2 separate regions of the Mus musculus genome follow, and region 2 is linked to region 1. A link is a contact called in public promoter capture Hi-C data. All regions are on one chromosome and are shown on one strand. Each heading gives the region's core, a stretch centred on a gene start, on an enhancer-like site or on the middle of the called end of the contact. The rest is flanking DNA. Distances are from core to core; before and after follow the strand shown. Region 1 holds the start of Wdr92 (WD repeat domain 92). Region 2 has its middle 23 kb from the start of Spred2.

What was found. Promoter capture Hi-C pulls out the DNA fragments that hold promoters and counts their contacts.
Region 2: a contact with region 1 is called in a promoter capture Hi-C map of hippocampal neurons, with 10 times the contacts expected there. The contact joins the enhancer-like site here to the promoter of Wdr92 in region 1. A contact is called at or near these places in 4 of 39 promoter capture datasets (cranial neural crest, embryonic stem cells, hippocampal neurons and 1 more) and 6 of 115 datasets of contacts at active chromatin or transcription factors (the NIH/3T3 cell line, acute myeloid leukemia, embryonic stem cells and 2 more).

Annotation. Positions count from the first base shown.
Region 1 is chr11:17,208,765-17,215,495 of GRCm38.p6, reverse strand. It overlaps Wdr92 (WD repeat domain 92), which reads right to left and starts at 3,603. Exons shown (of 8, transcript NM_178909.4): 1 at 3,350-3,603. The coding sequence starts at 3,532. It overlaps Pno1 (partner of NOB1 homolog), which reads left to right and starts at 3,907. Exons shown (of 7, transcript NM_025443.2): 1 at 3,907-4,183; 2 at 4,359-4,508; 3 at 6,102-6,185; 4 at 6,359-6,419; 5 at 6,590-6,707. The coding sequence starts at 3,989.
Region 2 is chr11:19,898,064-19,904,025 of GRCm38.p6, reverse strand. No RefSeq gene overlaps it. Among named protein-coding and RNA genes, the nearest start is that of Spred2, 23 kb to the left of the region's middle. Within about 2 kb of position 3,120, at least 8 of the 459 cell types and tissues checked have an H3K27ac peak or open chromatin away from gene starts, as enhancers often do. A contact at or near this core is called in hippocampal neurons, where this site is marked.

The DNA.
Region 1 (6,731 bases), core at 2,354-4,853:
AGTTCATTAGGAAAAAGAAAAGTTGTCTTCTAAGTTGAAGTTTCAGGTAAGGATGATGAGATGGCACTTCACTTGGCTAGACACTGGTCATGTGGCCCAACAAACTGTCCAACTAGGGAAGGAAGTGCTGCCTTCCATTCATCTTTCCTTCCTTCCTTCTTTTTTAATTTTTATGTGTATGGGTATCTTGCCTACAAATATGCCTGTACATTAGGTGCATGGCTGCTGCCAAAGAAAGCCACAAGAGAGCATTAAAGCCCCTAGAACTGCAGTTACTGACAGCTGGGAGCTGCTATCTGGGTGCTGGGCATCAAACCTGGGTCATCTGGAAGAGAAGCTGGTGTGCTTAACCTCCAAGTCATCTCTCTAGCGCCCTACCCTCCATTTTTAATTATTTGTTTATGTTTGTTTGTTTGTTTGGTTGGTTGGTTGGTTGGTTTTTGAGATAAGATTTCACAATGTAGCTCTGGCTACTTTGGAGCTATGTGAACCAGGCTGGTATCAAACTCACAGAGATCTTCCAGCCTCTGCTGCCCGAGTGCTGGTATTAAAGGTGTATGCCAAAGTGCCCAACCTTCTTCCCTTTGTTTCCATCCACTTCTTTAGCAATAAGATAAAGCACAACATGGGCAGTAGCTGATCTGCTCCTTGTATATATTTTCTTGGGTGCATAGGGTTTGGAGCAAGCCTTTGAGACAGGGTTTCTCTGTGTAGCCCTGGCTGTCCTGGACTCACTCTGTACACCAGGCTGGCCTCGAACTCAGAAATCCACCTGCCTCTGCCTCCCGAGTACTGGGATTAAAGGCGTCTGCCAACATGTGTTTTGTTTTCAAGACAGGGTTTCTCTGTATAGCCCTGGCTGTCCTGGAACTCACTCTGTACACCAGGCTGGCCTCGAACTCAGAAATCCACCTGCCTCTGCCTCCCAAGTGCTGGGATTAAAGGTGAGCGCTACCACGCCTGGCTGGAGCAAGTCTTGATGTAATCCATTATAACTATAAGTATTCCACCTGGCCCAACAGTTCTTAACTCTGGTACCCACTAAAATCAATTAGCAGAAGACCACATTTCTACAGAACAATGCATGGGTATTTTAAATCTTGTATATAACCATCATTAGCAACCAAACACAAGAACAAACCTTGATGCAGTGAGAACCAGTGATTATCGATTTAACCCACATGCTTTTCTATTGAAGCCCAAACAAATACCACATGAAATTCTGAGAGGTGCTTTGTTTCTAATATTTTACTTGGATTTTGGAGCACAGTACCTCGATGGTAGCGTCAGTAATTACTCGTGGGATGGAGAGGAAGTAGACCTTCGAAGTTGTTGCCCCCGTGGTTCAGATTACGTATTACAATTTCTTTTGTAGCCCTAGTTACATTTCCTACATGCTCTTTTAGAAACACATATTACTTTCACTAAGAATAAATAAATGAATAAATAAAACTTTGCTAGGATTCTTCAGAAATTAGAAGAGATGAAAACCATTTCACTTCAAATAACTATTACTAAACAGAATTAAAAAATTGTAATTCTTGGGAAAGCAAAAGACCACAAGCCTATTCAAGCTTTCTGGCTGAGGGCTGACTGGCATTTGCTCCTCACGTTTCACTTTAAAGTTTCTGTTAGGCCAATGTCTCCCGTGTTCAGAGTCCTTACCCCACACACTGACTGGCAATCCCTCCACCAGTATTTAAAACTGAGTTCCAAGTTCATTCAGACTCCATTCTTTTAATAAATGTGTACTGAGTGGCTGGTCCTTACAAAGAACAGGAGAAGACCCTGCCCTTGCTCTCCAGCTTACTATCTAGAAATGAGACAGACTGTTTACTTCTGGCACAGATGGTCAGTATTATAGGAGTGGAATGTACTGAAAGGTTCCTTGAGCAGAGATCAGAAGGGGCTTCCTAAATCAGATAATCTGAACTGGCCACTGGACCAGCAACAGATGAAGGACATAAGGCAAGGCAGGAAGGATCAATCTATGTTTAGAATCTCCAAGTCCAATACCTGGCTATAGAGTAGGAACTAAACCGGAAAACAGGCTCTCAGCAAAGTTCAGGGAAGGACTGTGCTCCACATACCTTGCCCTGCAAGCTTATCTATCCTCTACCTTCCCTAACCTCTTATCAGCTCTCAACACCTCCGTGTGGCTGCAATTTGTTCCATTCAACTCAAATAGAAACATTTTAAATACTGTAACGAACTATAAAACTGTTACTTTGCCACAACTCAGCACTGTGGCAGGAGACCTGAACCCCAGCCCATTGAGAGCCTTGTTTGAGGATTATCAGTTTGAGGCCAGCTGAGTAACATAGAAAACACACACACACACACACACAAAAGGAAGAAAGGAAGGGAGGGAAGGAGGGATAAAGAAAATGTCAATTATTGTCCCCATTCTGTAATTGGCTCACTGGCAGCTGGATACGAAACCTGTAATCTAGTCTTGCATTATCCGCCTAAAAGTCCTTCAGTGGTGTCCTGTTTTCCTTAAAGCAAAATGAAGGACAAATCTGTGGAATGTCTTACATATCTTGCAATGGTCATTACTTATCCCTTATGAATGTGTATTTTATTTTATTTTACGGGGGTTGTGGTTGTTGCAGATAGGGTTTCAAACTGAAATTCTCCTGCTGTTTTCTCTTGATTGCCGTGAGTAAAGGTGTGCAACACCACTTCTAGCTCGTGTTTTTCTTTTTTAAAAAGATAATAAACTACCTTCCACCATTATCACTGAGCTTTCTCACATGCTGTTTTTTGTAAGAAACTTCATACTCTACTCTAAATTTGCTTTAGTTAGTTTCTACTCGTCCTGCATCTGTTTTTACTTTTATAGACCTGCACATTAGAAAACTCATCTTGATGAGTTTACATGTATGTATGCATTCTTGGTCTGGCTGTTGGACTGTCTCCCCCAACAGAAAATAAACTCCATGATATAGCTGGCATTGCAATTCCCATGCCTGGGACTATCAGGCATTGAACTGACACTTCTTGAAAGGATGTGGTATTTACTAGTTCGTCATCAACTTTGTTGTAGGTATCCCGGTGCCTCCTTTGGTTTTGCTTGTATGAAATGTGGGTTTATTGCATATATCTACTAGTAGACTACGACAACTGCTAACAGCCTATAAGGTCCAAGAACGTTGCCACGAAATGTTAACTTCACTTCCCAGAAACCTTGCAACGGACTGCACGGAGGATGGTGGGAGGAAGAGGCTGCAGTGAGAGCCTAGTTTGAAGTATTTCTCAATCTGTCACCTCCTTTCTGTTTCTGCTGGAGCATTGAGGAATCAGACCCTAGATCACGCAAACCCAAACGGTCCAAGCCTGCACCCACCTCCCGCAGCAGCTTGAGGTCCCCGCGCTGGATCTCGTACACCTGGATAACGCCGGTGCCCCGGGCAAAGTTGCCCATCGTCACGAATTTGGCACTGCAGGGCACCCATTTGCTGTCGAACACTGTGTAGTTGAGGCCCTTTTGAATGTGGACAATGATCTGAGGCTTCTCGAAGGTGGACATGGTGTAGATGCAACCAAACGCTAACTTGGTAACCAGACTGCAAACAGATCAGGGGCAGTTTGTCCCTCCCTAGCCGCATTCTACCCGGAAGCCTTAGCAAGTTGGGCTTGGATGCCTCCGAAAATGCCGTGTGAGCTACTGAGACCGCAACAGATGCTTCTCCACACATGGCACAAGCTAATTTACTGCCGTTACCACAACGACTTTACATAGACACAGTAAAGACTGTGAATGCTTCGGCTGCGAGCGTATGAGGGCACGGAGACATTAGCAAACAGGCATATCCCAGGACAGCAATTCCGAAACGCGGACCAATCCAGCCTTAGGCCCCTGGCATGGACCCCGCCTAGGAAAAGGGGTGGTGTCTTCAAATCGATTGGTGGAGGCTGGCGCATGCGCTGTACAACCACGCACGTGTTCCTCTAGTCGTACTTGCCGGGATTGATCTTGGCCGAGATGGAGACGCAAAGCACCGGAACGGAGGACGGCTTTACTCCCGTCACGCACAGAGGGGGCCGCCGGGCGAAGAAACGACAGGCTGAGCAGTCGTCAGCGGCGGGACAGGATGGAGAAGCCGGACGCATGGACACGGAGGAGGCGCGGCCGGCGAAGAGGCCGGTCTTCCCGCCGCTCTCCGGGGATCAGCTCCTGGTGGGGATCAGGACGGGACGGGACGGGGCGGGGCGGGGCCCGGGCGTCCAGGTGAAAGGGTCGGTTCTCGGTTTTGTTTTGTTTTGTTGTTTTGGGGGGTTTGTTTGTTTGTTTGTTTTTTCGCCTAGGCCCGCATCTCTCAGTCGCCTCCTGAGTGTGTATGTTTTTATTGCAGACTGGGAAAGAAGAAACGAGGAAAATTCCCGTCCCAGGTAACAGATACACACCGTTGAAAGAAAACTGGATGAAGATATTTACTCCGATTGTAGAACATTTGGGACTTCAGATACGCTTTAACCTGAAATCAAGGAATGTAGAAATCAGGGTAAGGAAGAGGGTAGCCATTTCGTAGCCTACCATTTCGTAGTTTCAGCCTTAATAAAAGTAGACAATGATACACGGTAGTGCCTAAACAAGTGGTAATTGTAGGTACTTTCTTCAGTGTAAGTGCTCTTTTTGGAGGAAACGTGTGCCACTTAGAAAAAAATGTAAATTAATTCCTTTATTTTTTTTTCAGTAGATCTTCGGTGTCAGTGCCAAATTAATTTTCCCATATCACAATGCTTTTATTATGGTATTCTAGCCTCCTCGGCATTCCTAAGGGATAAAGGCCAGACACTTGACTAAGCCTGCCTTTCAAGTAGGAGACCCAGTTGTGTTTGTTTCCCTTTTTTTTGTTTTTTTTTGTTTTTGGTTTTTTTTTCCCCTGCCAGTATCTTTGGTGGCTCTGGTCTCTGGAGAAGGCCACTTTCTCTGCTGTCTTCTTACTTCAGTTCCAGTCAGCTTTCAAGAGAACTCAAGCTCTCTTCAGAAGTTTATACATTTCTGTTCTACTTTAGCTGCCTTGTTTACTGCAGGGTCATTGGTTTGTGTTCTTAGTATTTGCTGATACCATATATCAGATGCACAGTGATAGCTTAACGTATACCACATCATTTGTTCCTTAAGGTATGACATAGATGATATACACCCATAGACATGAGAGTGCTGGAGGATTAGGCAGGGGTGAGAAAACTTAAATCCTAGATGTTCATGGGACTTGCCGAGAGTCATACATAGGGTGAGAGCCAGAGTCTGGGGCTTTGTGGCTTTGTTCTTGTTTTATTTTTGTTTTCTTTCTTTCTTTTTCTTTCTTTCTTTCTTTCTTTCTTTTTTCTTTCTTTCTTCCTTTCTTTTTTTTTTCTTTGAGACTAGGCTTCACTCTGTAGCTCTAGCTAGCCTGGAACTTGGAGAGATCTGAAGGGTATGGGACCTAAAGGCATGTGCTGCCATGCCCTGCTGGGGTCTGGTTTTGGGTGTGAAAATCTGAACACACTTCTGTATGCTTCTAAATTTGTCAAATGTGTAATCTCTTCAAATGGACTGTGTGGGAGACCCAAAGGGATATTTTAGAAATTAGATTTGTGTTTGATTTTTTTTAGTGCCTTAATTTCCTCATTTGTTTACACTATATAATACTCAAGTTGTCAGAGTGAAGCTTAGAGCTAGATGTGTACAGCATATTATTATTACGGTGATGGGCATTCTATGAATAACAGTAGTTTCTGCAGTTCAAGTGATTACTTGTAGATAAGATTCCTACTTAAACTATTCTGATTTCCTCAGTACCAGGCATGTAAGTATTCCGAACTAGACTTGTTGATTTGGGAAACAACAGCATCGAAATGATCCTTTATGGCACAACATGTCCGGCCTGTTGAGGAGAGGCTGCCTTGAGAGTGTGCATAGAACTGCCCAGCTTTGGAGTGGGAGTAGTCTCTGGTACAAATTAAAGAGAGTGCTTTATCCCATATAAACGGGGTCTTACAATACTGGGTGAGGTTGGTTGATGGTAAAGGAAATTATAATAGAAATAATATTTCTAGTATTTGTTAGAATGCTCTCCTTTTCATCACCTCCATATCTCCACTTTTTCCAGACTTGTAAAGACACCAAGGATGTCAGTGCCCTGACAAAAGCGGCCGACTTTGTGAAAGCCTTTGTTCTTGGCTTTCAGGTGGAGGTGAGTGATCTCATGAGACTTCCAGATACTCAGTGTGGACATTTCAATGGTTGGGTCATTTTCCAGACTTTTCGTCTTTTCTTTGTAGCATCTGAGAAGTTCAGTTTTGAAATGCTATCCTTGTTTCTGCCGGGTGTGGACCTGAAAAGGCCTTCATTCCTTTTGTCTTGTAGGATGCACTTGCCCTTATCCGACTAGATGACCTCTTCCTAGAGTCTTTTGAAATAACTGATGGTGAGAACATGTGTGAACAGTCAGCCTTTGTGTTTCTCATTGCATTGTGTTGTGATTGTTGTCTGACAGCTTCAATTGAGCTGTATTACTAATACTTCAGAAAATGTATATTTAGTGTGGCTTAGTAGGAAAAGTTAGTAGCCACCTGATGGCGTGTCTTTCTTCTTTAGTTAAGCCCCTAAAAGGAGACCACCTGTCAAGGGCAATAGGAAGAATTGCTGGCAAAGGAGGAAAAACCAAATTTACCATAGAGAACGTAACACGGACACGGATTGTCCTGGCAGATGTGTAAGTATCTGTTCTTAGGGAAAT
Region 2 (5,962 bases), core at 1,871-4,370, 2.7 Mb before region 1:
GCCTGCACATAGCATCAGTCCGCGAGGCTGAAGATGTGTGGAGCCTTTCATTACATGCACTCGTTTGGAGTTTAACTTGGTGGCAGATGGACCACTGAAGTGTTTTTGAGCATGAGAGAGAATGACCACATTTGCATTTTAGGTCAATTTTTTAAATTATATTTTATTTTAAAACGAGATGTTCCATGCACATTGTACAATCGTTGAAAACTGAAAGATCCCCCTCCTGCCAGCTTTTTATTTTTTATTTTTTAAAATTTTGTTTGAGACAAAGTCTCACTATGTAACTCTGACTTGTCCTGGAACTCACTCTGTAGACCAGGAGGGCCTCAAACTCACAGAGATCCCCCTGCCTCTGCTTCCTGACTGCTGGCATTAAAGGTGTGCACCACTCTGCCTGGCCCTCCTGTTGGCTTTCAATCATCATCCCCCTGCCCTTGGAACACTTGCTGTTTTCAGTTAGAAAGGTAAACTTTGCCAAGTGTTACAGCACAAGCCTAGAATCCCAACATTTGGGAGATTGAGGCAGGAGGATCAGAAATTGAAGGTCATCAATCAGCTTACAGGAGAAAGCATTTATTTAGCTCGCAGTTCCAAATTACAGTCTGTCATTATCAGGGCATCACAGCATAGGGTCCTGAAGCAACTGGTCACACTAGGTCTGCAATCAGAGGAAGGAAACAATGAATGTATGCATGCTAATGCTCAGCTTGCTTTCTTCACCCTTATGTAATTCAGGATCTACTTCCTAAAGAATGGTGCCACCCACAGTGGGCAATTTTCTCACCACAGTTACTGTAATCAAGATAATCCCTAACAGACATGCTCAGAGGCATATTCCACAGGGCATATGTTCCATTCTTTGTAGCTTATTTTTGAACTCAAGATGAAGAGATGGGATTGTAGGAATTATGGCCTTTCTAAGCTGAGCTGACTTTTCCCAACAGTTAGATCATGGGTAACCAACTTCCCAACAGCATCCATCCAGGAATTTTGGAACATGCAGACTTACATACACTTCATACTCTATTCCAAAGATAAGCATGATTTCTTATAAGCAACACAAGTTACCAGGAATAAGAAGGAAGCTCCATATGGTAGCCTATACTTGTAATCAAAGCACTCTGGAGGCTGAGACAGGAGGATTACACAAGTTTGAGACAACCTTGGGCTATATATCAAGTACCAAGCTACTTAGAACTATATAGTAAGGCTCCATTTTAGCTGGGGTTATTGGTATATGCTGGAATACTAATACATGGGGGGCAGAGTTAGGAAGATTGTTGCAAGTTTGAGGTCAGCTTGGTTAACATAACAAATTCCAGGCAAGCCAGGGCTACATAGGAAGACCCTATCTTTTTTTTTTTTTCTTTTTTTTTTTGTCTCCAAATTTTAAATAAATATTTAAAATAAAGAAACAAAAAAAGGAAAGAGGTGACATATTTCTTTCCAAATAGTTTTAACCTTTATTTTAATTTTATCTTCTACTTGCCTGTATGTCTGCATACTATGTGTGTGCAGAGCCAGAGGAGTCCAGAAGAAGGCACTGGAACCCCTAGGACTGGAGTTAAAGAGGTGCTGAGAATCAACCCTGGGGCCTCTGCAAGAGCAACAAATGCTCTTAACTGCTAAGCCATCTCTCCAACCCCAAGATATAGCTCTTCATGGTCTTTTCTTTCTTTCTTTCTTTTTTTAAGAATTATTTATTTATTATATGTAAGTACACTGTAGCTGTCTTCAGACACTCCAGAAGAGGGAGTCAGATCTTGTTACTGATGGTTGCTGGGGATTGAACTCAGGACCTCTCGAAGAGCAGTCAGTGCTCTTAACCTCTGAGCCATCTCTCCAGCCCCTTGACTCAAACTGGCTATGTGGCTGAGAGTGCCCTCAGCCTTCGGTTTCGACTGCCTTCCCTCCCCCCATTCTGGGGGAGGAGGCTGGGATTATAGTCTGTACCACCAGCTCAGTCTTACAGGATACGGATGCTTGAATGCACAGCTCTCTATCATGTTAGGAAAGCACACTGCTGACCTAGCTAATCCCTAGGTCTTTCCTTATGTTCTTAATGGTTGCTTCTTGCCTCCTAATGTTTCTGGAAGGGACTTGACTGACTTCTTGGGCAAAAGCTTCTGTTAGTTTCTACCATAGTGGGAGCAGGAAGTGGTGTGTTGTTCCTTAAGTTAAACATAACAAATCAGAGTAAGAGAGGAACACCTGAGACTGCAACAACCCCTATGGTTCTTGTGTTCTCTAGGCATTCCAGCGCAAGCACCTACGTTGTGGCACCAATGTCTGCAGTGCAGCCATCTCACAGGAGATCCTGCAGCCGCCTTTGCATCCGTACTTACTCTCTAGTCCACACTCCATCAGCTTCATGTTCCTTCATTTCCTGCTTAACGCTAATCCTGCTATCGCCAGGAAAATCCCATTCCAGGTTTTCAATGTTTCAAGCCATCCCCCTCTAACCACTCCCTCTGTGTCAGGGTCTCCTCTCTCCTCTTGTATTTAAGGCTGTCCTCAAACTCACTATGTAGCCCCAGACTGGCCTTGAACACAGTCCTCCTGTCTTGCTTTCTCAAGTGGCATGTGCCACTTTCCCACCCCCACCCCACTTCATTTCTTTTTTCTATCTTCAACTTTTTCCTTTATCACACACCGTTCACTGCTGGCCATCAAATTTGTTTCATCCTAAAAAGCAATTCCGTACTTGCCTATGTATTTCCCTCTAAATTCCGCATACGGGGCTGTCCGTGGGAAACTAAAAGAGGAGAAAGGACTCCTATAGAATAGTGGTTTCTGAGCAATAAAGCTAACTGAGAAAGGGGATGTGGAGGTTTTGGCAATGACTCTGGGTAAAGAGCTTGCTCTGCACGCATGAAGACCTGAGTTCAAATCTCTAATGCCCACAATAAAAGCTGGGCCAGGCAGCATGTGTTGCCATCCTAGCACTATTGGATCAGAGGCAGGCAGATCCCTGACGCTTACTGGCCAGCCAGCCCACCCAAATCAGTGAGCCCCAGATTCAGCAAGAGACTCTGCCTCAAAAACTAAGGCAGATGGGCTGGAGAGAGAGCTCAGTGGGAAAGAGCGCCTGCTGTGCAGAGTTTGGATCCTAACACCCGTGGGAAAAGCAGGGCATGGCTATAAGTGACTGTCATCCAGTTCCATGGGGGAGAGAGACAGGAGGAGCATTGCGGCAGGCCAGCAACCTATCCAGGTTCAGTGACAAACTTGTCTCTAGAAGGTAAGCCTGAAAGGGAGGGTACCCACCATCCTTCTCTGGCTCCTAATACCTCTCCTCTCCTTCCCTCCCTCCCTTATTTGCTCTTTCTCTCCTTCTCCACTGCCCCAACCCCCTGCAAGACACAGACTCACACAACAAACTTCCTATTTTTCTCTCCCCACATAGCTACACACACACACACACACACACACACACACACACACACACTGAAGGATATCAGATAGCAATGTGACGTGAATCAGGTAAACACGTAGGCGAGGATGGAATAATGAATGAAGAAAGGAGATTTAGTAAGTGAGTTGAGGACGTTTATTGGTCCATGTATAAAGTGAATAAAATGAATAGCGGCTGCCCATGTTATTGAGTAACGACATAAACTGCAGTTAAAAACACAAGAGAGGTTAGGTTTGGTTGGGAGCAGTTCTAGACCAGCCTGGGCTGTTGAGTGAAACCACATCTCAAACAAAGCAAACAAACAAACTCCACAAACCTCAGAACAAGTTTCCCTTTACCCCCTTGTCACCCCACTTGGTCCTCCTCAGCCACTGGGCAGATTGTCTATGGATTGGTGATGAGAGTTGATGGCAGATTAAGACAGACAGACAGACAGACAGACACACACACACACACACACACACACACACACACACACACACACACACAGGTAAAGCTGCCTGGAATATCCCTCTATACAGGGTGGGCCCGGGGATGGGAGAGCTTTGGAGCATGGCTTGCTGCCAGTCTTGAGGACTCTCGGCTTAAGAAGGTCCTAGACTCCCCTTCCTTTTCCTCTGGTGCAACACTGCTCGTGAAAATGCACTTCTCACATCTACTTTCCCTGAGTTTCTCTACACTGAAGTCTTCTCATTCAGTGTAGAGTTGTGCTCCTGACACTCGAAGCAAAGCAGATGGTTTTCCCTCCCCATAAGCAGGCAGCCATCTGGTGAGGGGGCATTTGGCTCAGGCTTGGGGAAGGAAGCAAGCCACCCAAGAATTCTACCTTATGCTCAAAATGCCATCATCCGTGATCATAACTAATGTTTATTGAGCACTTACTATGTGCCAGGCCCTGTTCTAAGTGCATCACATGTATCACAGTAATTCACTCACCATGAGACATAAGACTATTAATAGCAAAACCGTTAGGGACGGGAGAAACTAGGCACTGAAAGGTTAATTACTGGCTTAGGATATAGTTCAGTGGTAGAGCATGTGCCTATCTCACAGGAGACTTTGAGTTCAAGTCATAGCACAAGGAGAGAGACATGCACAGACAGAAACAGAAACAGAGAGAAACACACGAGAGAGAGAGAGAGAGAGAGAGAGAGAGAGAGAGAACCTGAATGATTGCATGATTGCTTTGTTGAGTTTAAGCAGAGGCAGGATGACTGCTGGTATTTCAGAGCCATCCTGGTCTACATAGTCTCAAGCAGCCAGTACTACATAGTAAGACCCTGCTTCAGAACATCAAACCAAAGGAAACAAACAAAGAGGTTAAATTACTTTCTCTCTGTGTTAAGTAGGGGTGAAAGCAGGGTCTGAACTCAGGCACCCTTGCTCTGAGGCTCAGAACGAGACTCACAACATGTAAGTTCCTGGTATTTAGACACAGCCCCGAGGATCTCTCTGTGTCTCTACCTCTCTCTCTGCTCTCTTTTTCACTCTGTGTTTGCTCACACATAGCCACCTATGCTATCTACATTGAGCAGCTGATAGGAAAATCTATTTGAGTCATTCACAGTTGTCTTAGTTAGGGTTTTACTGCTGAGAACAGACACCATGATCAAGGCAACTATTATAAGGACAACATTTAATTGGGGCTGGCTTACAGGTTCAGAGGTTCAGTCCATTATCATCAAGGCGAGAGCATGGCAGCATGCAGGCAGGTATGGTGCAGGAGGAGCTGAGAGTTCTATATCTTTATCTGAAGTCTGCTAGCAGAATACTGGTTTTCAGGCAGCTAGGATGAGGGTCTCAAAGCCCATACCCACAGTGACATACCTACTTCAACAGGGCCACACCTTCTAATAGTGCCACTCCCTGGGCAGAGCATATACAAACCATCACAACAGTGCTATGTAAATGAGACCCTTGGGTGACTTCCTGCACACCTGACAGCAGGTCATCCAGACTTGGGAAGTCTGACATTGAGGAAGAAGCATTTCCTGCATGGACTTATCATTCACTGGGCATGAATTAGAGCCTGACTTGTGCTATCTTATATTACTTTATTTGCTTTTCATAGACATAAACTCTCTCATAAATAAAAATGCCCATTTTGGGCTGGAGAGATGGCTCAGTGGGTAAGAGCACTGACTGCTCTTCTGAAGGTCCTGAGTTCAAATCCCAGCAACCACATGGTGGCTCACAATCATCCATAGTGAGATATGACACTCTCTTCTGGTGTGTCTAAAGACAACTACAGTGTACTTACATATAATAATAAATAAAAAATCTTTTAAAAAATGCCCATTTTACAGATGAATATGAAAGGAATACCTAAGGCAGCCATGATGGTATTGGTACTCCAGTACTTGGGAGTAGGAGGCAGTGTCACCCAGTGGTTAGGATCAGAGCCTGAACCCTTAAAGTCCTAGCACGATAGGTTTGACCACTGGGCCTCAACAGGCTGAGATAAATAATAAGAAGAAGCAGAGAAAGGGTGCCATCACATTGGAAATAGGAACAGGAGGGCAGGTCCTATTCCCTGCCAAAGTC